Linked DNA regions of Sus scrofa: region 2 is linked to region 1. The links are chromatin contacts, called in public targeted proximity ligation maps. All regions are on one chromosome and are shown on one strand. The core of a region is the stretch at or near the end of the contact, and the rest is flanking DNA. Distances in the headings are between cores, read along the strand shown. Region 1 overlaps SPIDR (DNA repair-scaffolding protein). Region 2 overlaps SPIDR (DNA repair-scaffolding protein).

The links.
Region 2: a contact with region 1 is called in a targeted proximity ligation map of alveolar macrophages. A contact is called at or near these places in 4 of 47 Hi-C or Micro-C datasets (alveolar macrophages, mesenchymal stem cells, omental adipose tissue and 1 more) and 2 of 2 datasets of targeted methods (alveolar macrophages and skeletal muscle).

What each region holds. Positions count from the first base shown.
Region 1 is chr4:79,885,596-79,892,802 of Sscrofa11.1, forward strand. SPIDR (DNA repair-scaffolding protein) reads right to left here. Exons shown (of 20, transcript XM_021090636.1): 16 at 6,902-7,048. Among named protein-coding and RNA genes, the nearest start is that of CEBPD, 16 kb to the left of the region's middle.
Region 2 is chr4:80,013,531-80,020,737 of Sscrofa11.1, forward strand. All of the region lies in intron 8 of SPIDR (DNA repair-scaffolding protein), which reads right to left. Among named protein-coding and RNA genes, the nearest start is that of CEBPD, 140 kb to the left of the region's middle.

The DNA.
Region 1 (7,207 bases), core at 3,401-5,900:
AATAGAAATCAATAACAGAAGGATAGCTGAAAACCCCAAATTATTTAAAAATATTTTGAGCTAAATGAAAATTTTTAAATATCAAAACTTGTGGGTATAGCAAAAGCAGTGCTTAGAGAGAAATTTATAGCAATAAATGTAAACACTAGAAAACACCCTAAAATCAATAAATAACAATCTAACCTTTCATTTTAAGAAGAAATAAGCAAACTGAAAAACAAAGCAAGGAGAATATAAACAAATAACAAAAATTGGAGCAGAAATTGAAAATAGGAAATCAACAGAAAACCAAAAGTTGGTTCTTTGCAAAGATCAATAGAAACTGATAAACTTCTAGCTAGGATAACCAAGAGTAAAAGAGAGAAGAATCAAATTATTTATATCAGAAATGAGAGACATTAAAGGGATAATAAAGGAACGTTAGAGACAAATTTGCTAACTTAGATGAAATGTAGCAACTTCTTGAAAGAGACAATTTGCCAAAACTCCCATAAGAAACAAGGGATCTGAATAGGCCCAGAGCTACAGGCACAGCTGAGAGATACTCTGGGCTCAGTTCCAGACCACTCAACGCAATAAACCGAGTCACAAGAATTTTTTTGGGTTTCCCAAAGGATATTAAAGTTATGTCTACACTCTACTATAGTCTGTTAAGTGGGAAATAAATACATTATGTCTAAAAAGCACAATACCTTAATTAAAAAATACCTTATTGCTAAGATGTGCTATCCATCATTTGAACCTTCAACAAGTAATAATCTTTGCAAAGGTAACATCAAAGATCACAGACCACAGATCACCATAACAAATACAATCATAAGGAGAAGTTCCGAAATACTGCACAAATTACCAAATTGTGACACTAAGACGCAAAGTGAGGAAATGCTGTTGAAAAACAGCATGGATAGACTTGCTTGGCATAAGGTTGCCATAAACCTTCAATTAGTTAAAAAAAAAAAAAAAAAAAAGGAATATCTACAGAAGCTCAATAAAATGAGGTAAGCCTATCTTGAAGAAATTGAAGTGATAGTTCATAACCTTTCAAAACAGAAAGTACCAGGCCAGGGTGGGTTCATTGGTAAATTCTACCAAACACTTAAAAGGAAATTATCACCAATCCTCTATAATTTCTTCCAGAAGACAGGACCAGAGGGAATACTTCCTAACTATGAGGACAGTATTCACCTAATGTCAAATCCAGAAAAAGACATTACATGAAAGGAAAACTATAGACCAGTATCTCTCATGAACACAGACGAAAAAGTCCTTAACAAGATATTGGCAATCTAATCCAAATACATAAAATGAGTATTATACTGTGACCCAATGGGACTTACTGCAGGTTTACAAGGCTGGTTCAATATTTTAAAAATCAATTACTGTAATCTATCACATCAACAGACTAAAGTAGAAAAATTATATGATCATTTCAATAGATGTGGAAAATGCATTTGACAGAATCTAGTATCCACTCCTGATAATATCTCTCAGGATTCTAGGAAGAGAGAGGTCTTCCTCAACTTGTAAAAGAACATTTACAAAAACCTACAGTTGGAAGAAACCAATAAAGAAGCTATGTGATTTAGGAAAGAGTGAATCAAACCCAAATGATAATACAGGGAAGCCTAGGACAATACTGACCACAGACCCAGGTTTTGCTCAGAAAGGGGGGACAGCAGCTTCAGGAGGGAAAGGACAAAGGAAACGGGTGATTCCAAAAATCTGACACCATTTTTGAGGATTTGGAAAATAATTAGAGTGAGGCAGGCAGTGCAACAAAAATAAAAGTCAACATAAAACTCCACGAAAAAAACCATACAAGAAAAGTGTGGTATATATACTAGTTTCCTGTTCAGCAATAAGTATTTATATAATCATAATAATAAAATACCACTTACTGAGCTTCATCTTTGAGAATCAACCCGTAGACGAAGAGCAAGGCTTTATAGCTACAGGACAAAACGTTATCGATCTTAACGACACACAGAAACAAACAAAAGGGCGGAAAGGAAGAGGACAGGACAAGAAGGGCAGGAGAGCTATGTTTTATCTTTTCCTTCCATGTGTGCAATAAAGAGTTATTTATCTTTAGTAGACAAAGCAACAAATACACAAAATGCCTACAGCTAACATCATACCTAATAGTGAGAAAGTTGATGCTTTCTCCTTATGATCAGGGAGAGGGCAAGGAAGTCCCCTCTCCTCTTTGGCCAGGTGCTGGAAGGCCTGGCTAAAGTGAGAAGGCCAGAAAAGGAAATAAAAGGCATATAGATTGAAAATCAAGAAAAACACTGTCCTTGACCACAGATGACAGTTTTCTATGTATTATATCCCCCCAAATCAACAAAAAATCTAGAACTACAAAATGATTATAACAAGGTTGTAAGAAACAAGGTTAAAATACAGAAGTCAATTGCTTTCTTTTACACTAACAATGAACAAATGGAATTTGAAATTAAAAACACACAATAGCATTTACATTAACACTAAAATAAATAAAACACTTAAGTATAAATGTAGCAAAATACATATATGATCTATATGAGGAAAACTGCAAAACTCTGCTCAAAGAAATCAAAGATCAGACCTAGAATAGCCAGATAATACTGAAAAAGAACAAAGCTGGAGGACTGACTCAGCCCAACTTGAAGACACAACAGGGCTACCATAAGCAGGCCAGTGTTGAACTGCTGAAAGAACAAATAAATCAGTGCAACAGAATGGAGAGCCCAGAAATAAACCCACATAAATATAGTCAACTTATTTTTGACATTTTAACAGAGAAAGGGCAGTCTTTACAAAGGTGTTGGAACAACTGATAATATACACGAATAAAAATGAATCTAGAAAAAGAACTTACACCTTCCACAAAATTTGATTCAAAATGGATCAGAGACTTAACATATAAAATGTAAAACTACAAAACTCCTAGAAGAAAAGAGGAAAATCTGGGTGATGTTGGGTTTGACAATGAGTTTTTACACAGAATACCAAAAGCTCAATTCATGAAAGAAAAAGCTGATTTTAGACTTCATTAAAGTTAAAACTGGTCTGCAAAAGCCAGTATTAAGATAATGCAAAGACAAGCCAAAGATGGGAAAGAGATCTGCAAAAGACAAATCTGATAAAGGACTGCTATCCAAAATGTACCAAAAACTCTTATAAAAAAATGAACCCCTAAATAAAAAGAGGGCCACATCTCTCTATAGATACCTTACCATGGAAGATGCACAGATGGCAAATGAGCGCATGGACGTCTCCACATCACACGCACCAGGGAAGAGCGGTGAGAAACACTACACACTGGTCAGTGGCTGACAAACTAAAACACTGGTGAGGATGTGGAGGGCAGTGAGGTGGCCTGCTACAAAGCTCTGCTCTAGGGGCATGAGATGAACTTTGCTGGCTCAGCTCTCCGTCCACTGCCCATGTGTCACTCATGGCAGTGCTGGAAGACCCTCCATGAACACCACCCTCTCCAGGGAGGCTGGAGTGGACAGTGGATTCTTGTGCCTTGGTTTTTACCTCCTGAAACTGCCCTCTGTCATCCTGTGTGGACCTGGAGCATCTAATCTCAGTCTCCTCTTCTGTCTCTCTGGAGGGTCACTTTCTGTGGACGCCTCCCCATCAAGCATGGAGGTATCACAGTTTCTTTCTCATTCTACTGATGCTGTATTTATAATCATGGTCCACATGAAAACTATCTAAAACATCAGAAATACACCCAAAGAATAGAAAACAGATGTCTACTCAGAGGCCTTACATGAACATTCATAGCAGCATGATTCATAATATCAAAAAAATGTATGTCTGTATCCGGACAAAACTTTCATTGAAAAAGACACTTGCACCTGTATCTTCATTGCAGCACTTCAGCACTATTCATTGCAGCACTATTCACAAGAGCCAAGACATGGAAACAACCTAAATGTCCATCAACAGACGAATGGATTAAGAAGATGTGGTGTATATACACAATGGAATTCCACTCAGCCATAAAAAAGAACAAAATAATGCCATTTGCAGCAACATGGATGCAACTAGAGACTCTCATACTAAGTGAAATAAGTCAGAAAAAGAAAGACAAATACCATATGATATCACTCATATCTGGAATCTAATATATGGCACAAATGAACCTTTCCACAGAAAAGAAATGCATGGACTTAGAGAACAGACTTGTGGCTGACAATGGGGAGGGGGAGGAAGTGGGAGAGACGGGGAATTTGGGGTTAATAGATGCAAACTATTGCAATTGGAGTGGATAAGCAATGAAATCCTGCTTATAGCACAGGGAGCTATATCTAGTCACTTTGATGGAACATGATGGAGGGTAATGTGAGAAAAAGTATATATATGTATATGTATACACACACACATATGTATGACTGGGTCAATTTGCTGTATGGCAGAAATTGACAGAACACTGTAAGTCAATTATAATGGAAAAAATAAAAATCATAAAAAAATGTATGTCAACTGATAAATGGATAAACAAAACAGGGTCTAGCCATACGGTGAAACATTCAGCCACAGAAAGAAATGACGCCTAAAAAAAGTCTTGAAAATGTTCTGCTAAGTGAAAGCAGCCAGAAACCAAGGAACATGGAATGTATGACTCATTTACATGAGTGTCCATGAAGACAGAGGGCAGAGGGGTGGGTGCCAGAGCCTGGGAGGGAGCTGGGTGCGACTGCTGACAGACACAGCATTTCTCTCTGAAGCTAGTTAGTGGGATGGTTGCACAACTGTGTGAATACACTAGAAACAGTAGAGTTGTGCACTTTAAAAGGGTAGATTTCACCTCAATTACACTGTGATCAAAAACTAGATGCCACTTTTTTTCAAAGCCACTGAAATGACAAAAGACAAAATGTAAAACAGGAAGTGGTGGCACACTATTGTAAATGGACTAATTACCACTGAATTTCTCCCTTTAAAATGGTTAATTTTATGTGTTTTAAGTCTCATTATAAATTATTTTTAAAATTAGGAGGTTCTGGAGTTCCTATCATGGCTCAGTGGTTAGCGAACCCGACTAACATCTCTGAGGATGCGGGTTCAATCCCTAGCCTTGCTCAGTGGGTTAAGGATCTGGCACTGCCCTGAGCTGTGGTGTAGGTTGCAGACGTGGCTGTGGTGTAGGCTAGCAGCTATAGCTCTGATTGGACCCCTAGCCTGGGAACCTCCGTATGCCACGGGTACAGCCCTAAAAGACAAAAAGATGGAAAAAAAATAAGAGGTTCCTTAGAAAGATTGGGTCTCTCCTCTCCCCTTCCCACGAGTGTCTGCACATCTCCTCGGCCTGTGTCCCTTACTTCCTGGCTGCAGTTAAGAGTGGGTCAGGGTCCAAACCCTCCTCGGTGCTCTGGGTGGTGGTGATGTCTGCTCCCCTAAGGCCTGAGTGGTGACTTCTGAATGGGGGATGCTTCCTCACCCTTCTCTGCTCTGAGCCCTGGAGTGATCCCCACTCTGAGGGAGGGGAGGGGATAGGAGCTTCTCCACAGGTGGCTGGAGGCCACAGGCTATGACAGATGACCCAGGGTCTGCACATGCTCTGTCCTCACTGCCTGTCTGCTAGGGGCTGCTCAGCCTCGCAGACTCTCAGCCACCCTCACCCGCACTCCTCCAAATGGCAGTGCAATGGTCTCCCTGCCGACAGCCAGCCCCAGCTTTGCACCAAGCCTCTCCATGGTGCTGAAAGCACTGCTTCTTGAGGACAGAAATCCGATCACTCCACCTCCTTAGCATGGTTGGGACAGCAGAGCAAGACAGAACCAGCCGCACCATGAAGGCCTTCTCGCTGCCCTCCCTCCTGTCTGGAAAGCCTTTACCAACTCTGCCTGAGCAATCCTGAACATCCCAGGGCCATGACCCCTGCGTCACCAGCTCCAGCCCCCAGCCCTCAGTCACCAGCCTATGGCAGTGGAAGCACTGAGTGTTGGCCTCTTCCCCCAGCTCCATAGCCTCACAAGTGCGTCTCACGTACACCTCAACAGTGCTTTGAGGTCAGTTCTATTACCCCTGTTTCAGGGTAGAGAAAGTGGGAGACCCACATGCAGTGACTTAGAGCCCGCTTATTCAGGACTGATAAGCTGTAGCAGTTATGTTTTGATACTAACAGTGAAAGGAGATGTAAAGAGGGGAAAATCCAAATGACCTCAACACAATGATCACAGCTTCAACTCCCAGGCACACAGGGGACTGTGGATTCAAGCAACAGTGGGATCACAGCTTTTGCTGTTCATAATGGGGTTCAGGAATCTAGGGGTCCAAGGGTGGAGGAAACAGGCCCTCAAGGTTATTTTCAGAATTTCTGTACTTTCTGGAAAGTGCATTACCTTCACAGAGGTTCCTGCCTACCACCCACATCGTGTTCCCTCTGGACTGGATTTGTTGCCCCACCTGTCAAGTTTCCTCCCGGCTAAACCCACCTCCAGACCTACTCCTCTCCCTTGTCTCGCCCCACCCTGGCTGTACCAAGGCCATGCCCCACCCCTACCTCACGGGTCAGCCTTCCTCCAGACCCCTCCTTCCAGATCGGGTGCTCACCCTGTCCTGCTGTGGTCTGTGAGAGGTCTGCTTTCTTCCTGCCCCGCCCCTCTGTCTAACCACCCCCCTCCTCCCCCCTCCAACTGGGCTCAAGGCTCCCACAGGTGAGGAAGGTCCAGGCACTGGCACTTGGAAGAGCACTGGAGGCTTCGGGGCTGAGTTTGGCTGTCCTACACAGACCACGAGTTTGAGAGGCAGGGGTCTCTTCTGATTTTTTTACTTATGCAGCCAATGTCTGGAACATGTCAGGCTTCAACAAATACTGGATGAATAAAGAGTAAAGGAATATAAAATAAATGTGATATTTAAGAAAATACAAACACCTCTTCCATCAAGATTGACTACCCACCTTGAACACTGCAAGTGGAGTTGACCTGAGTGACAGAATCCAGGTCATCTAGCCTCACAGGGCTTGGCAGCTCCCAGGCACCAGCAGCCACATCCAGATGGGGCTTTGGAAGCAAGAGGACAGTGCGTCCAACACAAAGGATCCGCCCTGCAGACAGAGACACTCAGCTATCACAGCCGTGGGGTCTGGGGTAAGAGCTCTCTGGGGTTAGGGTGGGGAGAGGGCCAAGGGCACTGCCGAGGGGTCCCTGCGTATCACAGACAGACACAGTGCTGGGCAGAAAGGAAGCTCAATGTCTTGTGCACT
Region 2 (7,207 bases), core at 3,396-5,895, 130 kb after region 1:
GGTTACATAAAATAAAGTCAAGAACCAAGGTTTTTGTTTGTGCTTGGTACAAACAAAACAATTTGAAAGAGAAAACTTGGATTTGAGTCCTGGATGGAAGATACAAGATGCTACCATATAGTTTTTGCTCTGAAGACTTCTTTCATAATTTATTTCAATTCATTTCTTCACAAAGAGAACAAGGTCCTGTGAACATGGCAGTACATAATGCTGCTGCCCAGCCTCATTTTTAAACCCCTCCAGATAAGCTCAGAGGATGCCTCTGTAGCAACTGTCACTGCATAGAAAACTGAAGGTCTCACCAGGTGTCAGGATTGCCTTGCCTTAGGAGAACACATAATTATTTCTTTATGCCATCACAGACATCATAGACATAGAAACAGAGAAGTATGACTCCTTCACAGGAAATAAGAATTTGACCATTTTTTTCACTTGGCTACTGGACAGCTATCGCCTGCTCTGGTCCCTTCTGAAGGCCCTTCTTTCCTCTCCCCTCTCAGCATATTTCCCCACAAGCCTCATGCCACATGATGGCCACCCCCATGTGCTCCTTAGCTTCTGCCCTACCTGCTGACCTGCATTTCCAGCCTGGACACTTCATGTGCATTCTATTCTAACAACTGACTAGACCATGTAGATTCCAAATGAACCTGTCAAAAATGGAACTAGAATTCTTCTCTAGCCTCAGTATTACCCATCTTTCTTAAGAGTTCCAACAACATGCAGCTGTCTACATTAGAATCTGGGAATTGTGGAGTTCCCGTTGTGGCGCAGTGGTTAATGAACCCGACTAGGAACCATGAGGTTGCGGGTTCGGTCCCTGCCCTTGCTCAGTGGGTTAACGATCCGGCGTTGCCATGAACTGTGGTGTAGGTTGCAGACTCGGCTCGGGTCCTGCATTGCTGTGGCTCTGGCGTAGGCTGGTGGCTACAGCTCCTATTAGACCCCTAGCCTGGGAACCTCCATATGCCGCAGTAGCGGCCCAAGAAATGGCAAAAAAGACAAAAAAAAAAAAAAAAAAAATCTGGGAATTGTCTCAGATTCTTTTCTCTTGCCAGTTCTACCCTCCAGTCCCTTATAGCACTGTTATCATTTATTTCACTTATGGATAAGCTAAAATCACCAGATACATGGTTTTATTATTGTTTGAACAAACTTATCTGTTAGATGAACTAAGAAATATATTTAGCCTTTATTCCTTCTCTGATGTTCTTCCTTTATGTACATCCTAGTTTCTGACCTATATCTTTTCCTTTTTCCTGAAGAATTTCTTCTAACATTTCTTGCAAGGCAGCTCTATGTAAATAAATTCCCTAATATCTTGCTTGTCTGAGCTAGAGTTTATTTTTATTTTGTTTTTGAAGGAAACTTTTGCTAGATTAGGATTTGAAATTGGTGTTTTTTTCTTTTTAATACTTTAAACATTTCACTATGCCCTCTTCCTGCTTTCATGGTTTCTGAGGAGTCTGATGAAATTCTTATCCTTACTTCTCTATAGGTGAAGTGTTTCCCCCATTTTGAACTCTTTCGGGATTTTTTTTGTCTTTGATTTTCTGTGTGTAAGTATGATACGCCTACATGAAGATTTTGTTTTCATCCTGCTTGATGTTCTCTGAGCTTCCTGAATCTGTACTTTGTTGCCTATCATTTATTTTGGAAAATTTTCAGTCATTTTCATATATTTCTTTCCTTTCTGTCTTTCTTCTCTGGTGTTTGCATCACATGTATATTACACCTTTTGGTCACTGTTCCACAGTTCTTGGGGAATTATTTCCTTTTTATCATTCCTTTTTTCCTCTTTACACTTCAGTTTTGGAAGTTCTATTGATGTTTCTTCCAGCTCTTGGATTCTTTCCTTGGCCACATTCAGTCTGCTAAGTTCCCCCAAAGGCACTCTTCATTCTGTAACAGTGTTTTTATTTCTAGCATTTCCTTTTGATTCTTTCTTAGAGTTCTCACCTCTCTGTTTGCATTACCCATCTGTTCTTGCATGTTGTGCACTTCTTCCTTCATAGCCCTCATCATATTATTCACGGCTGTGTTAAATTCCTAATCTGCTTAATTCCAACATCTCTGCTGTAACTATGTCTGGTTCTAATGCTTGTTCTGTTTTTCTTCAAACTATTATTTCTGCCTTTTAGAATGCCTTGCAATTTTTTTTTTTATTGAAAGCCAGGCATGATGTCCTGAGTCAAAGATGTGTAGGCCTTTAGCAGGAGGCTTTATGTTTACCTGATGAGGACTTTACTGCTTGCTACAGCTGTAGTCATATAAACCAAAATGTTCTCTGGTGTCACTATTTTTGTCTGCCCTGGGTCTTCTGCATTTCCCTTAGAGGCTTCTTCTTAATTTAGGTTTGAGATGCATAACTCTTTCGTTTTATTCCTCTGTCCTTATACAGGAGTCCTGATATAGTGGTAAGCTGTAGGGTTAGGGGAAATGTTCTTGAGCCTATGATTAGGTCTCGAGCCTGTTAGTGAACCTGCACAACAGCTTCTCAGCTTCCCTGCCCCACCTTTGATGAGACAGGAAGACTGGAAGAATATGGAGTTGGGTATCTTCCTCCCTCCAGGTTTGCTGGGCTCAGATAAGACCCCAGCAGATGAGACTCTGGTTAAATAGTTTCCTGAGGGCAGGTCTTGTTCAGAAGTACAGAGGGCCCAGCTGTGTTTCAAAACAATTCGTGTTCCCTCTCCATGCTGGAGACGTGAGGGGAATTTTCTGACCTTCCCTGTGAGAACATGTAGGGTTCCTGGAGGTAAATCTCAGAAACTTGCATCCCAATCCCCCAAGACAGTGGCCCCTGGAGTTTTTAATTCTCAATCTTGTCCACCCTGAGTCTCAGCAATTTGTCTATTACAGTTAAGGTTTCTCCACCCCGGTACAGGATCCAGTGGATGTTTCTGCTCCTGCACTTCTATGAGTCTCCACATCCTCTTGTCTGTTTCTCTAATTGAGGGGGCAGCCCTGTGATTTCAGTCTGCTATGGCTCTAAAGAGCTGTTGATTTTGTTTGTTAAGCTTTTTTCATGTTGTGGAAATAGAAGTAATAACTTCCAAGCTCCCTGTATGTCAGACCAGAAACAAAGTCAGAACTCCCGGGAGTTCCCATCATGGCTCAGTGGTTAACGAATCCGACTAGAAAGCATGAGGTTATGGGTTCGATCCCTGCCCTTGCTCAGTGGGTTAAGGATCCAGTGTTGCCATAAGCTGTGGTGTAGGTCACAGATGCGGCTGGGATCCCGAGTTGCTGTGGCTCTGGCGTGGGCCGGCGCTACAGCTCCGATTAGACCCCTAGCCTGGGAACCTCCATATACTGCAGGAGCAGCCCCCCAAAAGGCAAAAAGACAAAAAAAAAAAAAAAAAGAAAGTCAGAACTCCTGGTTCTGCTTCTGGGCTTTTAAACTCATCTTGTTATCCTTCCTGGGCATTTGATGAACCATCCCTGCAGCACTCTCTAGTAGCTTTGGTAAGCTTTCAACCATTTCTTTGTTCCACAGGTCTAGTTTAATGTCCATCTCCATAAAACATACAAGCAGGAATGTTTTTTGTTATTGCTGTTCATCACATTCTGCTGCTGGGTGAGTTTGCTGGGTTTTAGGGTTTCTATACAAAAGAGGACCAGAGGCTCTCTGTGACAAAAATCTGTGTCTTAGGTGTTCTGAGTTTTCTTTTAGCATCTAGCAAAGGAGCAGCAAAGTCTCAGGGCTCTTTGCTCTTCACTGATAAAAAAGTCAAAATTTAATGATACTTATTCAATTAAAGATTCAAATTTATTTATATAAAACTAAGTCTAAGGAAAAGATAATCTGCCTCGAGTCCAATGGGCCAGACTAGAATTAAACAACAAAACCAGAGCAGCAAGAGATACGGAGGGTGCGATGTCTTGTGGGAAGGATGGTGCCACCACACCCCTTATTTTAGCTCCACGTGGTGCTGCCTCGGTGAAGGAGCTGACCCTGGGGATAGAGCTGAACAGACCACCCCTCTTTCTGTCCTTTCCCCAAATTAGGAGTTTCTGAGTTTAACTCCGGGGAAAGACTCTAAATACACTGTTCCTATGGGCACCCAGGGTGGCCGGTGCCACTGTACCATTCTGGACTCCTCACATTTAATAAAGAAACAATCCTTTCTAATATACACTCGGCCGAGTTTTGTCAAGCGTCATCATGGGGTGCCTGGGGTTATAATGATCACACCCAATCATCCTTTTTGTTACTCCAGGCCCAGGAGGTGAGCCCTGCAGATCTTACCCACACATCCAGATGGTAGCCTGCTGACCAGAAGCTTCCTCTAGGATGGCTCAGTGGGTACAATCAGGTTGGACTAGCCAGCAGTGCCACCATCCTGCCTTGTGACCTTTCCCTTATAGAAGGCCTTTCTTTATACACAAAACTTTGTAAAGAGGGAAAAACATAAGATCTTTCTTGCTTTTTTCACCTATATTTGTTACATAGTAGAGTGGGTATTTCAGTTGCTAACCTTAACCCTAGAACCATAAAAAGAGAGACTGGTTTTTGTGTTCTGGGTTTTTTTTTTTTTTTTTTTTAGGCTGCTTCCTGTTCCAGTAAATGGAATATCAGGATTCTCCACAGAGTCACGTGATAACTAGGCAGCACACAGCTGCCCTCTGGCACGGTATGTAAATGAACTCAGTCACCCTTTGGGTTTTCCCCTTTCCTTTCCCTGTTCTTTGCGGAGGACACAGAACCATAGGGAGTAACTAGCTGAAGTTTGCTCTGTACTTTAATAGCAGGCAGAAAGCCAAACTGCAAATACAATGACTGGATTCAGTTTTACAAGCAAACACTGGAACTGAATTCACCCTAGTCCGGGAAGAATGCCTGCGATCAGAACTAGCAGGAAATCCAATTCAAAACAGGGTGTGTCACCTTAATTCACAGTGTGGCCTTTACACCTTTAATGAAGGCCTTTGGAAATGAAAGCTTACTTCCGTAAAAGGTCCACAAAAAAGACTAAATTTTACACAAATGATACTAGAAATGCTATGCAGAGCATCTGAATTCCCACAGCCAGCACCCTTCGTAGGACTGTGAGCTCTGCTCATCCTCCCTGGGATAACTATGGTCATTGTCTTAGAGGATATTAATAATTACTTATTTCCTCCACCTTTCTTCCAAGCTCTGAGGCCCTTCTGACATCATGTCAGTTCTCCTCTTGTTCTCTGGGTCACTTGAGTAACCTGATAGGGGAACCTAGATCCTGAGGGCAGGAGAATAGCCACATACTTTGGCCCAAGCGCCTCTGAAACCTTCCAGGAGGCTTATGTGCCTGTCTTCCGTGGCTCTGGCTGGCTGGGGACAAACCCAAGTGCTGAGTCGGCTGTTCCAGGAGGGGTCAGGAGAGGTCAGGACCTCATCCTACTGCAGTGGTTGGGCCTTACCTAAATTACACGACTATAAGGACCAGGCAGAGGAAAAAACGGGCCAGATGCCCTTCCAAACTGTTAATCTGGGTGTATGGGAGGGGAGAGTAGAAGGAATAATATGAAGTAAAGGCTTCCCTAACTTCAAGGTTTGGGTGAGGAATAAATAAGAAGGAGGGGAATGCTCTACAGCCCCGCAAGGACATTATTTTCTACGAATTTTTAATATTTTATATAATTTAGCCTCAAGTGAGCAGCTGCCAGATTTACCAGATAAAGTATAGAATGGCCAGTTAAATGTGAATTTCAGGTAAATGATAAACAATTTTTCAATGTGAATATGCCCTGTAGTTTACTTGAAATTCACATTTACTTGATTGCCCTCTATTGCATTTGGTTTCCCTACTCGGGTGTCAGTTCCAACAAAATGATCACTAAAATGACTTTTACTGCTGGGATTCAGGATTGTGAATCAGACTGCTACCAGTGAGATGTGCCTGACCCCGGGTGACACTGGGTCCAGCCCTCACTGTGCTTTCTCATGGGGATGGAACAAGATGCCATCTTTTCATCCAATGGCAGGAAAACAAAGATGTCATAACAGCACCCAAGACTAAAACTGTAACACTGAAGAAACTAGGTTATAGATGGTGTCAACACACCACACTCCCATCTTCCTGAGGAAGTCAGTACTTCTTATTGGGAAGACTGAGCCTGCTTATGGTGTTAGTGCCATCACAAGAAAAATCTGAGAGGTATCTTTAGGCTACCCAGTATGGCAGAATAAAGAGACAACAGTGGCAAACCTGGATGCAATGTGATTTATGCTAAGGATCAAATGTAATCTGCATCACCAACCAACGTGTATACAAGTCAGCGCAAGTCCAAGGACAACAGCCTTGAACCAACAACCCTGATGCTGAGGCTGGCAGCTGCATGAAAGGGTTTAAACAGCTCATGGGTTAAAGTTATGCCTCCCAAGCCTATGTGTTCAGTAGGCCCTTTTACCTAAAGCACAACCTTCAAACCTCCACACTCTCAAATCAAGTTCTCAGGTCACAAAACTGACATTTGTGGCCACAATCCTAGCGAGGACTCCTGTGTGCAATGCCTCCATCTTACTGATCTAGTTCAGGTCAAATAAAATGCAACAGGTTTTCAATAAAATACCAGGAAGTTCATTAAATGGAATTTAGGCGAAAATACACAAAACTGGTACCAAGGCTCCAATTTTGAAAGAAAAACTTGCCTTAAAATTTAAAAATATACATATTTTAAATGTTGCTTTTAAAACAATGTGTTAGAGGGAGTTCCCGTAATGGCTCAGCAGTAACGAACCTGACTAGTATCTATGAGGATGCAGGTTTGATCCCTGGCCTTGTTGTGGATCTGGCGTTGCTGTAAGCTGTGGTATAGGTTGCAGATGTGGCTCAGATCCCACATTGCTATGGCAGTGGTGTAGGCTGGCAGCTACAGCTCTGATTTGACCCCTAGCCTGGACCGGGGTCGGGGGTGGGGGGCTTAAAAAGACAAAAAAACAAAACACACAAAAAAACAATGTGGCAGCAGAAACGTCATTAGGTTATTGTAGATTTCACAAACAATATGTAATATTGGAGTTCCCGTTGGGGCAAAGTGGTTAATGAATCCGACTAGGAACCATGAGGTTGCCAGTTTGATCCCTGGCCTCACTCAGTGGGTTAAGAATCTGGCGTTGCCGTGAGCTGTGGTGTAGGTCGCAGATGCGGCTCAAATCCCATGTTGCTGTGGCTCTGGCGTAGGCCACTGGCTACAGCTCTGATTAGACCCCTAGCCTGGGAAC